Regions from separate parts of the Mus musculus genome. Here regions 2 and 3 are each linked to region 1. The links are chromatin contacts, called in public Micro-C and promoter capture Hi-C maps. All regions are on one chromosome and are shown on one strand. The core of a region is the stretch at or near the end of the contact, and the rest is flanking DNA. Distances in the headings are between cores, read along the strand shown.

Region 1 (5,004 bases), core at 1,016-3,515:
TCCCTCCACATCACTGTGGTTACAGGTACATTTAAGTGGGAGCTAGAGATCTGCACTCAGGTCCTCTGTCATGTTTGCATGGCAAGCACTTAACTTAAGGAGCCATCTCCACAGCCCCTCTTTATTTCTTGAGGCAGCCTCCCACTGTATAGCTCTGCCTGGCCTGGAACTAAAGACTGGTAGGAATAGAGACTTGTTTCTCCCCCACCCCCCAGTTGTTTGTGCTTTCAGGAAGGAACTACCTGGGCATAGAGGTACATGCCTTAATCCCAGTCTCAGGAGGAAGAGGCAGGTGGAGCCCCTGAGTTCAAGGCACCCAGGCCCTGCCTTTAACACAGAGTGCTTGAGGTAGTCTGTTCTCTCTCCTAATCACCCCCGTGTCCCAGTTGCTAAGTGGTATTTTCTGTTTCTGTCATGCACAGCTAGCATATTTGGCAGCTTACTGCTCCGGAACCCAGCTCGTCACCAAAAGCTTGACATGGCGGAAAAGAAGAAGGCCCAAGAGTTTATTCACCAGTTCCTCTGCGGTCCACTCTGAGCCTCACTACTCCTCTCCTGTTTTCCTTAAGGCAGCCACAATTGTCAGCCCCACCTGTTTCAGCTCAAGAACTGCCTTAAGCTGGTCTGAGGCTGCTGGAAGAATGGCAGCCACCTGTTTCTTCTACCTGAGCCTAGACCTGCCCCTTCTCCATGCCATTGGCTAGCACACCCATGCTGACTTGTGAAGACATGGGGGCAATCCACCATAGTAGAACTGACGTTCCACATTCAACTCTAGTTATTTAACACAAATAGCTCCCTATTCATTTTTATTTAAAAGTTTTAAGTAACTGTACTTTGCCTTATTCAGCCAGCCTCCAGGACATGCAGTCAGTGAGTTCCCCATATCCCGTACTGAGCATCTCATGGTCAGATACTTGGACTAACTGAAGTCCCTGAAGGAGAATGGCTTGGGGCGGCAGGACTCTGCTTAGAGGTTCCTGGATAAACAACTTTTAGCCATCCAGATGCTTCCACTGTCCAAGCCGCAAACATGTTCATGCATAGGGCACCTGTTCCCTTTCTGCTCAACTCCAAGGCCTCTCAGTCGCCCCCAAGAGCACTGAAGAAAGGGGGTTCTGGTGAAACAAGTGGGATTTTGTAGGATATTCAGTCCTCCCAACTGTATATAATGCAGCACCTCTCATATATGTAATATATTTTAATGAAAATGTATTTTTAATGGTGACTATGGTTCTCTCTTTTTTTAGTTATGTGTATGTGTGTGGTGGTGGTGGTACATGCATGTGTGAATGTGCTAGGAGAGGCCAGAGGCTCAGATCTCTCTGAAGCTGGATGTGAGCCATCTAATGTGGGTTCTGGTTTCAAAAGAACTCTAAGGTCAGAGCAGTCAGTTGGTCTTCTCTTCCCCAATCCTCCTCTCTCAAGAGATGGTAGTTCCTGGCAGCTAGTCCTTTGTGGCTTAAGAACAGAGCAGCTGATCTGTGGCATGCTGGTGCGCCAGAGTCACTTATTCAACCTTACTCAGAGGGAATGGCACAGCAGTTTGGGCCTGAACCCTGATCTAGCCTCTAAGAGCACTGCTCCAACGTAAACATTCGAGAGAAGTCGTTCATGGGGTAAATAAGCATTAGCTTATGTGAGAGTCTAAAAATTACATATACAGGAATATAATAGAAACACGAGAAAAGTATCTTCTTGGGCTTTGAAATATTGCTACCACCGAGTGGATTTCAAGGGTGGGTAGGATAAGTGTTAAGAGCTGACAGGGGACTGGCCAGTAGGTGGCGCTGACCCTTTCTAGAGCAAAAACCCTCCTTAAGGAAGGTTGGAACCGCTAGCTCCCGCGGGCGCGTGAGAACGAGAAGTTTCTGGAGGGCTCTGCTCAGCGTTCCGGTCCTGGGGGGGAGCCTCAGCCAGGTGAACTATGCTGCGTGGGTACAGTGGGGCGAGGAGAGGGATGCCGTGGGCTGGCCTACGCATCTGGAAGGCGGCGGCTGACTGCAGCCTTCTTGCTGCAGCTGTGGACGCAGCTGGGGCTGAGAACACCTCGACTTCACCGCTGATGTCGCGTATCCTCCCGCGCTCGAAACAGCCCGCTCTCTATGGTCAGCTTCCCGGTGCGGCACCGGAGCGCCAGACTCCACTCGCTCCGCCCACAGCCCGCTGGGGAGAGGCGCGGTCTCAGCCCCCTGGAGAGTAGAAGCCAATCACGAACAGCAGCAGGCCCAGGGCTCCCCGGGCCTCTCCTTCCTCCGGAAAGCGGAAGCGGAAGTGACGCTAGGGACAGGTGGGGGCAATCATGGTGCCGCTTGGGAGGGGAGAAGCTGCTGCTGCCGCCGTTGCCGGGAGCCGCGGAGGTAAAAGCAGAGGCTGGACTCGGCTGGGGCTGGAACTATCCGGGGGGTGCGGGACTGGGGCTCCCTGCCGTAGCCATTCCCGGCTGAGACTTCATTCCACTCACCCGAGGGACCCCACCCCTCCTCCGTTTCCATGGGGATGGGTATCCAGCCCCCCTTCTCTGTTTCCATGGAGACCCGGACCCTGCCCCTCTTAGCCCAGCTCGTAGCCCCCAGACTGCCTCGGGGTTTTTCTCTGTAGCCCTGGACTAGGGGTGCTTTCCCGGTCAGGGTCCTCATGCTAGTCTCTCAGAGGTGCTGGGTTCGCAGTCCTCGGCCACCCTCACACCTCCTGGTCTTGTTACAGAAAGTTGGTCTCTGCGTTTCCCGGGGCAGCCCACCGGGTCTCTTATCTCTCCTCTCAGACACCGAGAAACGTGTATTTCTGGGGTTGCGTAAGCAAAGGTTCGGGCTGGTTCCTCTCAGATTAGATCCCTTGACCTGTGCCTGGTAACTACCTCGCCTGCTTGTCACTCCGGCTAGTAAAGGCTCACTTTGCCGACTCTTGAGCTGAAGAGAAAGTGCAGAACCAGGTTGAGAACTAAGTGATGTGCTGGTTATTTTAAATTCTCCTTTTGTGTCTGCCAAACCCACATTTGTAGAACCTGTGTGTTTTCGGGTGAAGGAGGAATCACCATTCCAGACCATGAAAGCTTCAAATTTGGTAATTTCCTCAAGAGGCTATCTTCAAAAAGAGACCGTCTGCATGTCTGTCATTCATTTTGCTGATATTTCCTGAGCTGCTCGTGTCAGTATTGCTTATGTTAAGTCAGCCTTTCGGGTCAGAAAGCCTAGTCACTCTGTACAAGTGTACTCTCTGGTCCAGATCATGTTTTACGATATAAATAATTAAAGTGATTTGCATCAGCTACTCCTTATTAGGGTTTAGCCCCTCCACCTGATGTGTTCTAGAAATGACAGAAGGAAGCCACCCTTTTTCTTTACCTGCAGTTTCTCTTTCTGTATGAAACAGGAAGCCCTGGTCCCACTGTAGAAAAGCAGGCACGGATAGGTTGTCCAAGCAGTAAAGGGCAAAAGGAGGGTTTGGAGGTGGTTATGTTCAGAGTGTTGTTTCTGCACCACCAACTACATGAGGCCGTGGCACTGCCTCACGGTGTGTTTGCGGGGAGGGAGGGCATTGGGACGGGAGCACCTCACTGAAGGTTTGTAGCCACTCTTTCTTTAAACAGCCACCTGTTTGCTCTTTTATCCTCCTTAGCTTCATAGATCCATCTTTAAAGTATGTGACAGTAGAAGGTCTTGTGAATGCCAACTTTGAATTTTTTGGGGGAAAAAAAAAGATTTGCTTTTTCCTTGTCAGTGACTGATTGTGTCAGATTTTAAGTATTTCCAAGGAACATAATTTTTTTTTTTTGCTTTGGTTTGCCTCTGTGTGATTGAGTATGTGTGTTTGATTCTTTTGAGACTGGGTTTCTCTGTTTAGCCCTGGCTGTCCTGGAACTCACTCTGTAGACCAGGCTGGCCTTGAACTCAGAAATCCGCCTGCCTCTACCTCCCAAGTGCTGGGATTAAAGGCGTGCGCCACCGCTGCCCGGCATGCGTGTGTGTGTGTGTGTGTGTGTGTGTGTGAGTGTGTGTGTGTGTGTGTGTGTGTGTGTGTGTGTGTGTGTGTGTGTGATTCTTACTGTGTATCTCTGGTTCACCTGGAATTCAAGAGAGATCCAGCTTACTCAACCTCTCAGGTGCTGGGTTAAAGACATTCACCACCATTCCTAGGCCTGGATTGCTCTCTCTCTTTGTTTTGAGACAGGGTCTCACCACCAACTCTGGTTGGCCTGGAACTTGATATGCAGACAATGCTGGCCTGGAATTCTCAGAGGTCTGCCTGCCTCTGCATTCCAAAGTCTGGGATTAGCACTTTGCTCTTTAAAATGAGGGAAAGTGATCCCTAAGGATCCCTTGAGGACATAGGTGTGTCTTGGGCTGTGGTTCTAACTCTGGTGTTATCTATTGCAGAAAGGCCGTTACCTTTCCATTTCTCACAATTGGGCTGAGCACACGTGAGCCATGGGGGAACACAGTCCAGACGACAATATCATCTTCTTTAAGGGAGAGGAGGATGACCTAACCCCGCATGACAAGATGCTCAGGTTTGTGGATGACAACGGACTGGTGCCTTCCTCATCTGGAACTGTTTATGATAGGACCACTGTTCTCATAGAACAGGACCCTGGCACTTTGGAGGATGATGAAGACGATGGACAGTGTGGAGAACCCTTGCCTTTTCTGGTGGAAGGTGAAGAGGGCTTCTTAATAGATCAGGAAGCAATGTCCCAGGGTTACGTACAACACATTATCTCACCAGATCAGATTCATTTGACTATAAACCCTGGTTCCACACCCATGCCAAGAAACATTGAAGGTGCAACTCTTACTCTGCAGTCGGAATGTCCAGAAACGAAACGGAAAGAAGTAAGTAAAGCCGCAGATGAGGCCGGTGTGGCTTTGGGGCGGCTCCTTCCACATCGCGCTGGCAGGTTTAACTGGGGGTTAAAGGAGCTCCTGGGCTTAGAGCCTTCTGTAGTCTTGCCTGTCAACAACACATCCGCTTCCTGTTTCGTTGTGACTGCTTTCTAGAACTTTT
Region 2 (5,004 bases), core at 1,386-3,885, 230 kb after region 1:
GGACGGAGGATGGTTGTCAGGCTCAGCAAATGCTGTTTGAAGGGTTGATAGGTCAGGCTGTAAAAGTAGATGGGAAATTTGTACAGTGAACATAAGCAGGGTAGGTGAGTAGAAGAGAAACAACCCACCATATCATCTGGGAAAATAAAACTCTTTGGCAAGACTTCATAACAGCCTGATTCAAAATTTCATAATGAAATTATGTCTCTGATCAAAGCCTGCATGAGCTCATGAGCTGATTTTTGCCATTCGTGTTTATTCTGGTTTGCACCAAGTTGAAGCATCAGAAACACATTAATCTAATCTTCTTTCTGGGAGGAGGCTCTTGTACCCTCATCTGGGGATCAAAGGGATGGAGGATTGCAAGGAGGATCTTTAGCCCCTCACTGAATGTGCACTTTTGATTGGTTCTTTGAGTCCCCTTAGGCACATATGAGGGGTAGGGCCTTCCTAGGAGAGTTGAGTCTCCTGACACTTGCCCTTGAGGCAAGAAAAGCAAAGTTTAAGAAGGGAAAGAGACTCCCATCTCTCCTCTGGACACAGTCTGCTTTTGCTCTAGAAAGAATATTTCGGGGTTTGTTTGTTTTAGACTCAGAGAAGCGCTCAACTGTACCTCTTTCAACTGGAGCGCTTCACCACAGGTTTTCTTCTTACAAAATGAACTCAGATCCAATGGCCCCACACTTCTCATGGATCTTACTCAATCAGCATTTTTCTGGTCCTTCTCGAAGGCACACAGATAGGCACTCCTGTCAACTCAAGTCCCAACAGAAAAGGCACTTGGTTGAAATCTGGGAAACAGAATTCCCTGGGTCTCATGGGGCCCTTTAGACAAGAGGTACCCCCCCCCCACCTCTGTCCTTATTCATCCAAGAAAGATTTAGTAAGGCCTTATTTTATGTCAGATGCCTGTTCAAAGTGTTTTTAATTTTTAAGCCCAGGGGACCTTTACATACTTAACTGCACCTTTGTGACAGTCTCTCTCTCTCTCTCTCTCTCTCTCAAGATAATGTCTCAGAGGGCTGTGGTGGCACACCGCCACACTGGAAGTGGCACACACTTTAATCCCAGCACTCTGGAGGCCAGCATGGACTACAGAGTGAGTTCCAGGGCAGCTAGGGCTACAAAAAGGAACCCTATCTCAAAACACAAGCAAACAAACAAACAAAAAGATAATGTCTTTTTCTACAGTTTGGCTTGTATCTTCCTATATAGCCCAGGCTAGACTAGCCTTGAACTCACGGCAGATAGTCTAACCTCAAATGCTGAGGTTAGAGGCTCATGCCAACACACTCAGCTTTGTTACGTTCTGGGGACACGGAGGTGAATAACGTACCTGATTTCCATTTTCCTAAGCTTATGGCCTAGACCCAAGAAAGCAGCCAATGCTCTTGTGAACAGAGTCATTTCGGGTAGTGGCATGTGCCGTGAAGTGAGGTGGGATGGAATAACAGGAAGAGAGTGGCTGACTTAAATCAGTAACTCAGCAAATACTTCTGCCAAAGGAGCTGCTGCCAGATAGATCAAGAGAATGTAGTTCCATTTAAAAACAAGTGAACAGTGAAAAAAATCTTTTGGTGTAGGGTCTCTCTATGTAGCTCAAGCTGGATTTGAACTTGTGACAATCCTCCTGCCTTAGCCTCTCAAGTATATCATGTTTCCTTAGATCCTTTAAGTTATCCTAAACGATGATTGGAATATAAGCTAGAAAGTGTGTTTATTTATTTTTAACCTGAAATTCAAATTTCACTGTCTTGTATTTTTTTTCTTGATGTTCTCCTCCCCCCCTCCTGCTTCCCCCTCCTCCTCCTCCTCCCCCTCCTCCTGCTCCTACTCCTACTCCTCCACCTTCTTGGAGACAAGTCATGCTATATAATGTGGACAAGTCTGGAACTCCTTCCTCTGCCTTTTGAGCATTGGTATTATAGGTGTGTGTCACCATGCTGATGAATTTGCTAGTGTTTGCAATCCTATGGATAGAGGATATTTGAGCAGGAACTGACCAGAAGGAACCAGCGATGCCGATTCAGGGAATGTGTGATCAAACAGAGCAACATTCAGTGTAAATGTCAGAAGAGGGAGAAATGAGGTCAGAGGAACGGAGCCAGATCACAAGTTTTGTAGGGATTGGAAGGAGTTTGAATCTGTCTCTCTTTGCGATAATAAACCATTGGAGAATTTAAAATCTCTCTCTCTCTCTCTCTCTGTCTCTCTCTCTCTCTCTCTCTCTCTCTCTCTGTCTCTCTCTCTGTCTCTCTGTCTCTCTCTCTTTCTTTCAAGCTGAGGCTTGAATCCAAAGTCTGTTGTTACTAAAAACTGCTCTACTCCAGCCTAAAATTTAAAGGCAGGTATGACCTGTTCTGATATTTGCCCGCTCTTGCTGGAACACTTTTAGAAAGGTTCAGAGGGCAAATTCCCATCAGCTCATGCACTGGGCCGAGAACAGGCTTCTCTCTTTTTCTCTTTCTCTCTTTTTCTCACTAAACCCAGGACTGCCCGGTGCCCTGGACGTTGCTATGGAAGGGACGCTTGACGGTTGCTAGACCCGGGGGAGGCGGGAGCAGGACAGAGGCGGAGCCGGGTCAGCCTTAGGCAAGCGCCGCGCGCTCTCAGGAAGTCGCGTAGCGCGAGCGGAAGTGACGTCGCGCGTGTTCAGGGTCCAACGTGCTTCACACAGGACGCTTTCCCGGCTGGGAAGTCGTGAAGTGGTTTACCTCGCGAGTAGCAGAGCGGTGTCGGTACTGTCGTCAGGATGGTGAAGCCCAAGTACAAAGGACGGAGCACCATCAACCGCTCGGCGGCCAGCACCAACCCAGGTACGGCGGACCGGGCGGGACCAGGCCGCAGGAGCCGTCGGGGACGGAGGAAGGCCCGTTCCGGCCTGGGCGGCGGACCCGAGGTCTAGGCACCTGCTCTAAAGTTGGGGGATGAGTCACGCCAGCCTCTGGCAGCCCCGAGGCCTCTCAGGAGGAGGTGTAGAGAAAGGCAAGTTAAAAGTGGGCTAGGGTCCTGGAGTCCTGGCACATGCCTGTCATCCCAGCACTTAGGAAGCTGAGGCAGAGGGGATCACGAGTTAGTGGCTATCTGGACTACAGGGTACAGACTGAAGACACAGAGTGGAGTAGGTTGGCCCAGGTGGCATTTTACCCTTAACCATAGCATTCGTGCCACCTTAGCTTTGACCGTGGAATCAGACCATGCATAAGCAACACTTCAGGTAAATATAGTGATTTCAATAGAGGTGGTTTTGAGATACGAGAAATTCCCATCTACAGGGCAAACAAAACAGGCTTTCGAGGAGTCCCTCCCACTTTGATTTAGCTACTAAAACTGTGTTTAAATATGGGTTAGTCATAGAGGGGCTTGGTGACGCATCCCTGTAGTTCCCAATACTGGGAAGGCAGGACAGACAGATCTCTTGTGAATTCGAGGCCAGCCTGGTCTGCATAGTGAGACTGTCTCAAACTGGTGGGGGGAAAAATTAGGTATACTCTTGTCTCCGTAAGGCTGCAAGGATAGCTGACTTCTGTATCTCCTTGTAATTTGCATAATTAGGGTTTTGATTAGATTTTTTTAAAAAAATGATGAAAACACTCAGAGACTGGAGAGAACATGGGGAGAATAAGAGCTCACTCGTACTGCTGTTGCAGGAGGACCAGAGTTCAATTCCAGTTCAATCAGCTCTCACCTACCTGGAAGTTCAACTCCAAGGGGAATCTGATACCTCTGGCCTTCAAGGCATCTACCCACATATATCCGTATAATGTTTAGTACTGTGTATGTAGCAGTACTAAAGGAGAACATGCAGGAAAGTTGCTGCGTTACTTTGTGATCTTTTATAACTGTATTAAGTCACATAATACCATGCATTTGGAAGATTCACTTGGGATTGGTTGGTGATTAGTGTGATGATGTTTCTAAGCAGGGGTTAAGTTTATCAACAGCTGAAAAATGTAGACGGAAACCTTGAGGGTTGGTAGGAAGAGGGACTCAGGAAAAGGATAGGTAGCCAGATGTGTGTGGGCCGACTTCTCAGGAGAGCCCTCCAGGGGTTTAGTTTGATTTTGGGTTCTCTCTTAAAATTTAGAGTGGGAGGGGCTGGAGAGATGGCTCAGGGGTTAAGAACGCTGGCTGTTCTTGCAGGGGACCTGCAGTGATTCCCAGCACCCATGATACAGACGACCATCTATCTGTAACTCCAGTTCCAAGAGATCTGCCACCCACTTCTGGCCTTCACTGACACGCTGTGTGTGTTTAGTGCAGAGACATGTGGGCAGGATATGGTATTACATATTATACTTACATATGAAGTATAAATAAATAAAATTATTAAAAATTTAGGACAAGAGAATTAGTTATGAATTCACAAAGAGGGTTTCTAGATATGCTGCTTCTAACCTCAGAAGCTGTGGGAATCAGTCCTATAAGCCATGATTTGTGTGAAATTTAACCCAACTTTTAGAACCCATCATCATCTCTTGAAAGTTAAGACAGGTGGTGGCTCACATCTTTAATCCCAGTACCTGGGAGGCAGAGGCAGGTGGATCTCAGTGAGTTTGAGGCCAGCCTGGTCTACAGAGTGAGTTCCAGGACAGCCAGGGCTACACAGAGAAACCCTATCTTGAAAAACCAAACCAAAAAAAAAAAAGACTAAAAATATTTTCTTTTTAAAAATATTTATTTACTTTATATTTGAGTTTTGCCTACATAATATGTACACTCTGTTTGCTCCTATAGATGGTTGTGAGCCACCTTGTAGGTGCTGGGAATTAAACCCAGGTCCTCTGCAAAAATAGCAAGTTCTCTTAACTGCCAAACCATCTCTCTGGCCTACTCCTTTAATTTATTTTTAGATAGGGTCTCAGTTTGTTGCCTCTGACTCAACGTTTGGCCAAGGATATCTTCTAGCTTTTTTTTTTTTTTTTTTAAGATTTATTTTATATATATGAGTACACTGTAGCTTCTTCAGACACACCAAAAGAGGACATCAGATTCCATTACAGA
Region 3 (5,004 bases), core at 1,266-3,765, 180 kb after region 1:
TCCTGGGGCAGGGTGAATAGGTTTTCCAGCTTCTGCCTGCAAAGGTGGAGACTCTGGGGAGAGGTATTTATGAAGGCACAGAGCCTCTAGGGGGCGCCACGGTGGCTTTTGGCAAGGGAGCTATGGGACCGACAGGGTTACTGAGGCTTCTGCACCATTCTTACAAGGCTTCTTGACAGGAGAGATAAGAAACCATCCTGTCCCTAGGCTGTCTTGAGTCGGTGCAGGTGCTGAGGTAGTTAGTCCCTGCTAGGAAGGAAGTGACATGCATGAAGTGTGGGGACATTTGCTAATGTGCAGCAGCTCCACAGACTTGGTTTGCTGATGAAATAATGACTTGGGTTTGGAGAAGGAGTCATAGGATCTGAGCATCACCTGACTAAGCCTGCAGAACCACAGAGGCATGGACCATTCTGGCTGCCATGACAACCCGGGCCATTAAATAGCCACCGAGTCTGTCTGTGGTGCTGAGATCAGCAGGGTGAGTAAGATACAAGTCCTGTCTGTTTGGAGCCCAGACACAGCCAACGGCAGGCAGCCACAGGTCTGGCTGACATTCTGAAGCTGAGACGTGTAGGGGAAGAAGCTGCGTCTAGAAGAAGCCACAGGTGTCCATGTCGAAGCAGCAGAACCGTATCAGGGAAACTCTAAATCCTTTTATAGGCCGCTTGCTTTATAGGCTGCGAATCTCTGAGCCGTTTACCTGACATCTCAGTGGCTCTGCATTCACAAGGATGTGCAAGGGTCAGAAGGAGGCAGCAAGATGGCTCAGCGGGCAAAGGGGCTTGCTGCCAAGACTGAGCACCTGAGTTCCATCCTCAGGAACCGTATGGTATCTGGCCTCCACCAGCCTGTGGGCACCCCTCCACACACTAAATAAATAAATAAATAAATAAACGTAAAAGAGAGGGGAAGGGGGAGGAAAAAGGAAAGAGAAAAATCTGTGGTTGGGAAAATTAGGCCATAGATTATACATTTGCAAATCAGTGTCCGGAATATATTAAATGCACAGGAAAAATCTCTTCCCTATGCCTCCATTGGGTCACATGCTCTAACCCCCATCTCCTCCCACCCAGGGGCCTTCCTCCCTTTCTCACCCATCCCTGAACAACACAACCAGACTGCTCAACTCCCACAGACTTCCTCAGGCGAGAAACCTGAGCCCATGCCCAACACTGACAGCTTCGCCTTCTAGGGGCCAATGCTGAGTCTCTCTCTCTCTCTCTCTCTCTCTCTCTCTCTCTCTCTCTCTCTCTCTCTCTCTCTCTCTCCCTCTCCCTCTCTCTCTGCAACAAAATAAAGCCAAACAAAAGCCCGACGCCTGGCGTGGCTGGTCAGGGAGTTATGCAAGTGTGTAAAAAAATAAAATAAAATAAACATTGCGTTTTCGGCATTTAAGGCTGTTTGATTAGGTGCAGAGCGTTAGCCAAGGGCTGATCGGACACAGGAGGCTGGGGCAGCGTGAGAGGGAAGGGCCTCTGGGAGGGGCTCCAGGGTCCCGGACCAGCTTCTATGAACTTGGGGAGGCTTCTGAGCATGAGCCCAGACTCTGGGCATTTGGGGAGCCTCCACTTCCTCAGGCTAGACACCCTGCTGCTCCTCCCTGGTCATTTGACCATCGGGACACCCTAGGGGCCACTCGATCCTTGGCATCACCACCATCTCCCATCACTCCCAGCGACCCCGTGCCCTTGGCTCGACTGTCAGGGCTCCCTCCTCCACTAAGGAGATTCCACAGCCTGTCTTCATTACTCGCCCCCACCCCCCTAGCCAGCCCATCCTCTCCGCTGGAACTGGGCAGACTGCAGTTTGAGGTTCTCTCCATCCAGTCTAAAGAGAGGGTGGAACTCAGCTGTTTGCCACCCTCAGGCAGGCGTGTGGCTCCCTCCTTCCCTGCAGGTTTAATTCAACCTCTCCTAGGTCGTTGCAGGTGTCTGGAACCCTCCCTTTCCTACTTTGTTATCTCACAAACATTTTTCGAGTTCCTGTCCGGAATTGGGCATCGTTCATTTCACGAAACCCTCAAAACAGATGAAAACCGGGAGGCTCAGAGAAGTTAAGTAACTTACTCCTGGCCACACAGGCGACGGATGAGGGAGCAGGGAGTGGACTGGGGGGTGTATTGTAGGATGGCCCACACTGATTCCAGTGCGAGGAGGTGATAAAAAACTTTCCTTCCCCGGGTCTTCGAAACTGGTCAGATGCTCTGAAGGTTTGATCCTGAAGGAAAGAAGGGTGTGGCTGGGCCATTACAGCCATTCTGTACCTGCCCCCCTTTCCAAGATTCTGATGGAGGGCATGGGCCTTAGCAAGCATCCTGGGTCCCTGCTCCTAACCCAAGAAAAGCGGGTGCGGGTCGGAGAAAGGGAACGTGAGCTCGCAGCGTTCGCCATACAGCAGACGGCGCGTCCCTAGTCCTGGTGTGCGGGAGGGGGCTACGGAGTCCCGGGCCCGGCGCTCCAGTCCGTTTTTTCTTACGGATCGGGCAGGGGGGCCGGCCGGGGGTGGCGCCGGGGGATTCCCTCCCTCGTGCGAGCCGGGGACCGGCCCCTCTCCGGGCGCGGGGCGCAGAGCCCGGGCGGCGCACTGCGGGGCCCGCGCGGGCCGCCCCAGCACCAATGCACCGGGCGGGGCGCTGGCGGCCGAGAAGGCATTGAGCAACTGGGCGGCGGGCGGAGCGCGGGGCCGACGGCAACGCGGGACCCAGTGGCCGCGCCCTCGCCCCTCCGGGCTGCCCCGCCACGGCCGCTGCGCCAGGTGAGTCCCGCGGCCCGCGCCGTCCGCCTTGGGGTCCTGGGTCCACGTCCGGGCGCAGTCAGAGCTGGGGAGGCAGCGCAGAGCCCGACCCCATCCCGTCGTCCCTCCGCACATCAGCCCGGGGCACCCCGCCCCGAGTCCCCAGCCGCGACCTTCCCGCCCCAGCCGTGCCCCCACGCATCCCAACGGCAACCCAGCTGTGACCCAACCCTGACCCACGCGACCCAGCCCCGCCTCAAGTCCCCAGCCCCAATCCACTCACCCAGCCTTGCCCATGCATCCCAGCTGCAACTCAGCTGCGACTCAGCCCCATCTGGAATCCCTAACCCCGACCCACGCGACCCACACACCCTAGAGCAGCGACCCAGCCCCGACCCACGCACCCTAGCTGCGACCCGGCTCCGACCCACGCGACCGGGTCTGGTTCGCGTAAACCCGGTCCCTCCTCCCAGCCTGACGCAGTAGAAGGCCGATGCGCTGCACCATGGCCTGGAGGGGAGAGGTGTGCTGCGGGCACCCAGGGACGTCAGGGTGGACAGGGCACAGGAGACCCGATCCTGCGTATTTGCAGTGCTCATGGGGATGCTGGGGGCATGGAGGTGGGGGCAGTGGATCCGCTCCCCTGGCACCTGTCAGGGCCTCACAGAGAGGGAGGGAGAAGGAGAGAGAGAGAGAGAGAGAGAGAGAGAGAGAGAGAGAGAGAGAGAGAGAGAGAGAGAGAGAGAGAGAGAGAGAGAGAGAATATATATATATTAGAATGAATGGATAGTGAGCGGTGCAGGCACACAGAGCAGAGCTTCTCTCCGCGTTCTGGGTTTGGGGGGCAGCGGGGTGGCCACAGTCTCCGATCCTGACATGGCTCTGCAGTGCCCACGGGTTCCACAGGCAGGCACTCAGTGCCACCCCTGCCCCCGAAATACTTCGGCTCCTTTTGGCATCTAATTCCTAGGCCGGTTGCCAATCCTAGGGATGAGAGTGTTGGCTAATGAGAAGCTGTCGAAGTGGTTTACATTTGGGGGGTCTGTATCTGACATCTGACGGAATACCAATTCATCTTAATGTTGTGGCAGGCAAGGAGGTGAAAGTTCTTCCAGCCCCCCCCCTGCTCAGGCGGAGTTTCCGCCCTCAGCTCCACCCGCAGCCAGCGGAACCCCTTCCTCAGTGTGGGTCCACCCTGTAGGTTCTCCCCTCCCTGACCCATGTGACCTCAGTTTGTGATCTCTGGCCATCTCAGTCTCCGGCGCCCAGATTCTTCACCGTGTGCTGGCCCATTCCCAGAGCCGTGATGATCCAACCTCCCTAACTCTCTGCAAAAGCCAGTCTCCAGGACACCCAGGCACCTAGTTCCCAAATTAGTTTTAAAATTCTCTGTCCTTAACTCCACAGGGTCGCGTTTCCCTGTAATCCTTTCTCCTTCATTTGTGATGGAATAAATGAAGGTCTAGCCCCTGCAGGTGGGAGGAGGTGCAGAGTAAGTGGGGGGAATCTGCCCCAGCCAGCAAAGTTGTTCTCACCCCACCAGTGCCTGGGGCTTTGAACGATGCTTGCTCATTGCTCTTTCCCACAGGGTGGTGTAATGAGCCCTCCCAAGTGAACTTGTGAGCTATAGCAATTCAACACCCAAAGTATATCGAAAATTATGGTAGAAACAAGCAAGGGTATTTAAAAGTCCACCCTCTGCTCCTGGCTCCTCTCCCTGTCCTCCCGAGTGTCAGTGTCCCCGTGAATGCCCAGGTGGGACCCAGAGTAGCTGGAGGCAAAGGGAACCTGAGAGACAGGACTCTGTGGCCCTCGGGAGCTTGGTACCACAGTCTAAGGACCTGCCCTGTGTTTAACAGTCCCTCCAGCAAATTGCCGAATATCCTGGCCATACTGGGCCGTTGTTTCCGGTCTGAGTCTGCCTTCAGCTGTAGCAAATGCATCTTCACTGCTCAGCTCTTTACCCACACTGCACTGCTCCTGTCTGTTGCTTGTACTCCCTGGTGTGGATGAACTATTAGCTCATTTGCTCGGTTTGAGATAAAGATACACAGCGCCCGAAAGTGTTTGAGATTCTTTCCACTCCAGGGGGAAGTCAGTGAGCGCCCCCCTGGACCAATGAAACTCACATCTGTCCCTCCTCTCCATGCCAAGCAGAGACAGGTTTCCTAGAGACCTTGGTGGGGGCTGGGAAGAAGTTCTCATTGGCAGGGACTCCAGGGACTTGGTGAGTGTGGCAGGGGCAGGCCAGGGGGGAAGCTGGGAGGA

The links. A called contact is a pair of places that touch in the nucleus more often than the background predicts. Capture Hi-C pulls out chosen DNA fragments and counts their contacts.
Region 2: a promoter capture Hi-C map of liver shows a contact between it and region 1. The contact joins the promoter of Gnl2 here to the promoter of Mtf1 in region 1. A contact is called at or near these places in 3 of 39 promoter capture datasets (hippocampal neurons, liver and pre-B cells), 4 of 484 Hi-C or Micro-C datasets (CD4 T cells, embryonic stem cells and muscle stem cells), 2 of 115 datasets of contacts at active chromatin or transcription factors (bone marrow-derived macrophages and memory CD8 T cells) and 3 of 9 other capture datasets (adipose tissue, liver and pancreatic islet).
Region 3: a contact with region 1 is called in a Micro-C map of embryonic stem cells, with 2.0 times the contacts expected there. The contact joins the promoter of Rspo1 here to the promoter of Mtf1 in region 1. A contact is called at or near these places in 1 of 39 promoter capture datasets (embryonic stem cells) and 1 of 484 Hi-C or Micro-C datasets (embryonic stem cells).

Annotation. Positions count from the first base shown.
Region 1 is chr4:124,800,284-124,805,287 of GRCm38.p6, forward strand. It overlaps Mtf1 (metal response element binding transcription factor 1), which reads left to right and starts at 2,266. Exons shown (of 11, transcript NM_008636.4): 1 at 2,266-2,360; 2 at 4,377-4,832. The coding sequence starts at 4,428. It overlaps Inpp5b (inositol polyphosphate-5-phosphatase B), which reads left to right. Exons shown (of 24, transcript NM_008385.4): 24 at 423-1,228. The coding sequence ends at 538.
Region 2 is chr4:125,027,379-125,032,382 of GRCm38.p6, forward strand. It overlaps Gnl2 (guanine nucleotide binding protein-like 2 (nucleolar)), which reads left to right and starts at 2,636. Exons shown (of 16, transcript NM_145552.2): 1 at 2,636-2,816. The coding sequence starts at 2,753.
Region 3 is chr4:124,983,915-124,988,918 of GRCm38.p6, forward strand. It overlaps Rspo1 (R-spondin 1), which reads left to right and starts at 2,516. Exons shown (of 6, transcript NM_138683.2): 1 at 2,516-2,757. Gm12930 (a long non-coding RNA gene) reads right to left here and starts at 3,293. Exons shown (of 3, transcript XR_003955275.1): 1 at 3,020-3,293.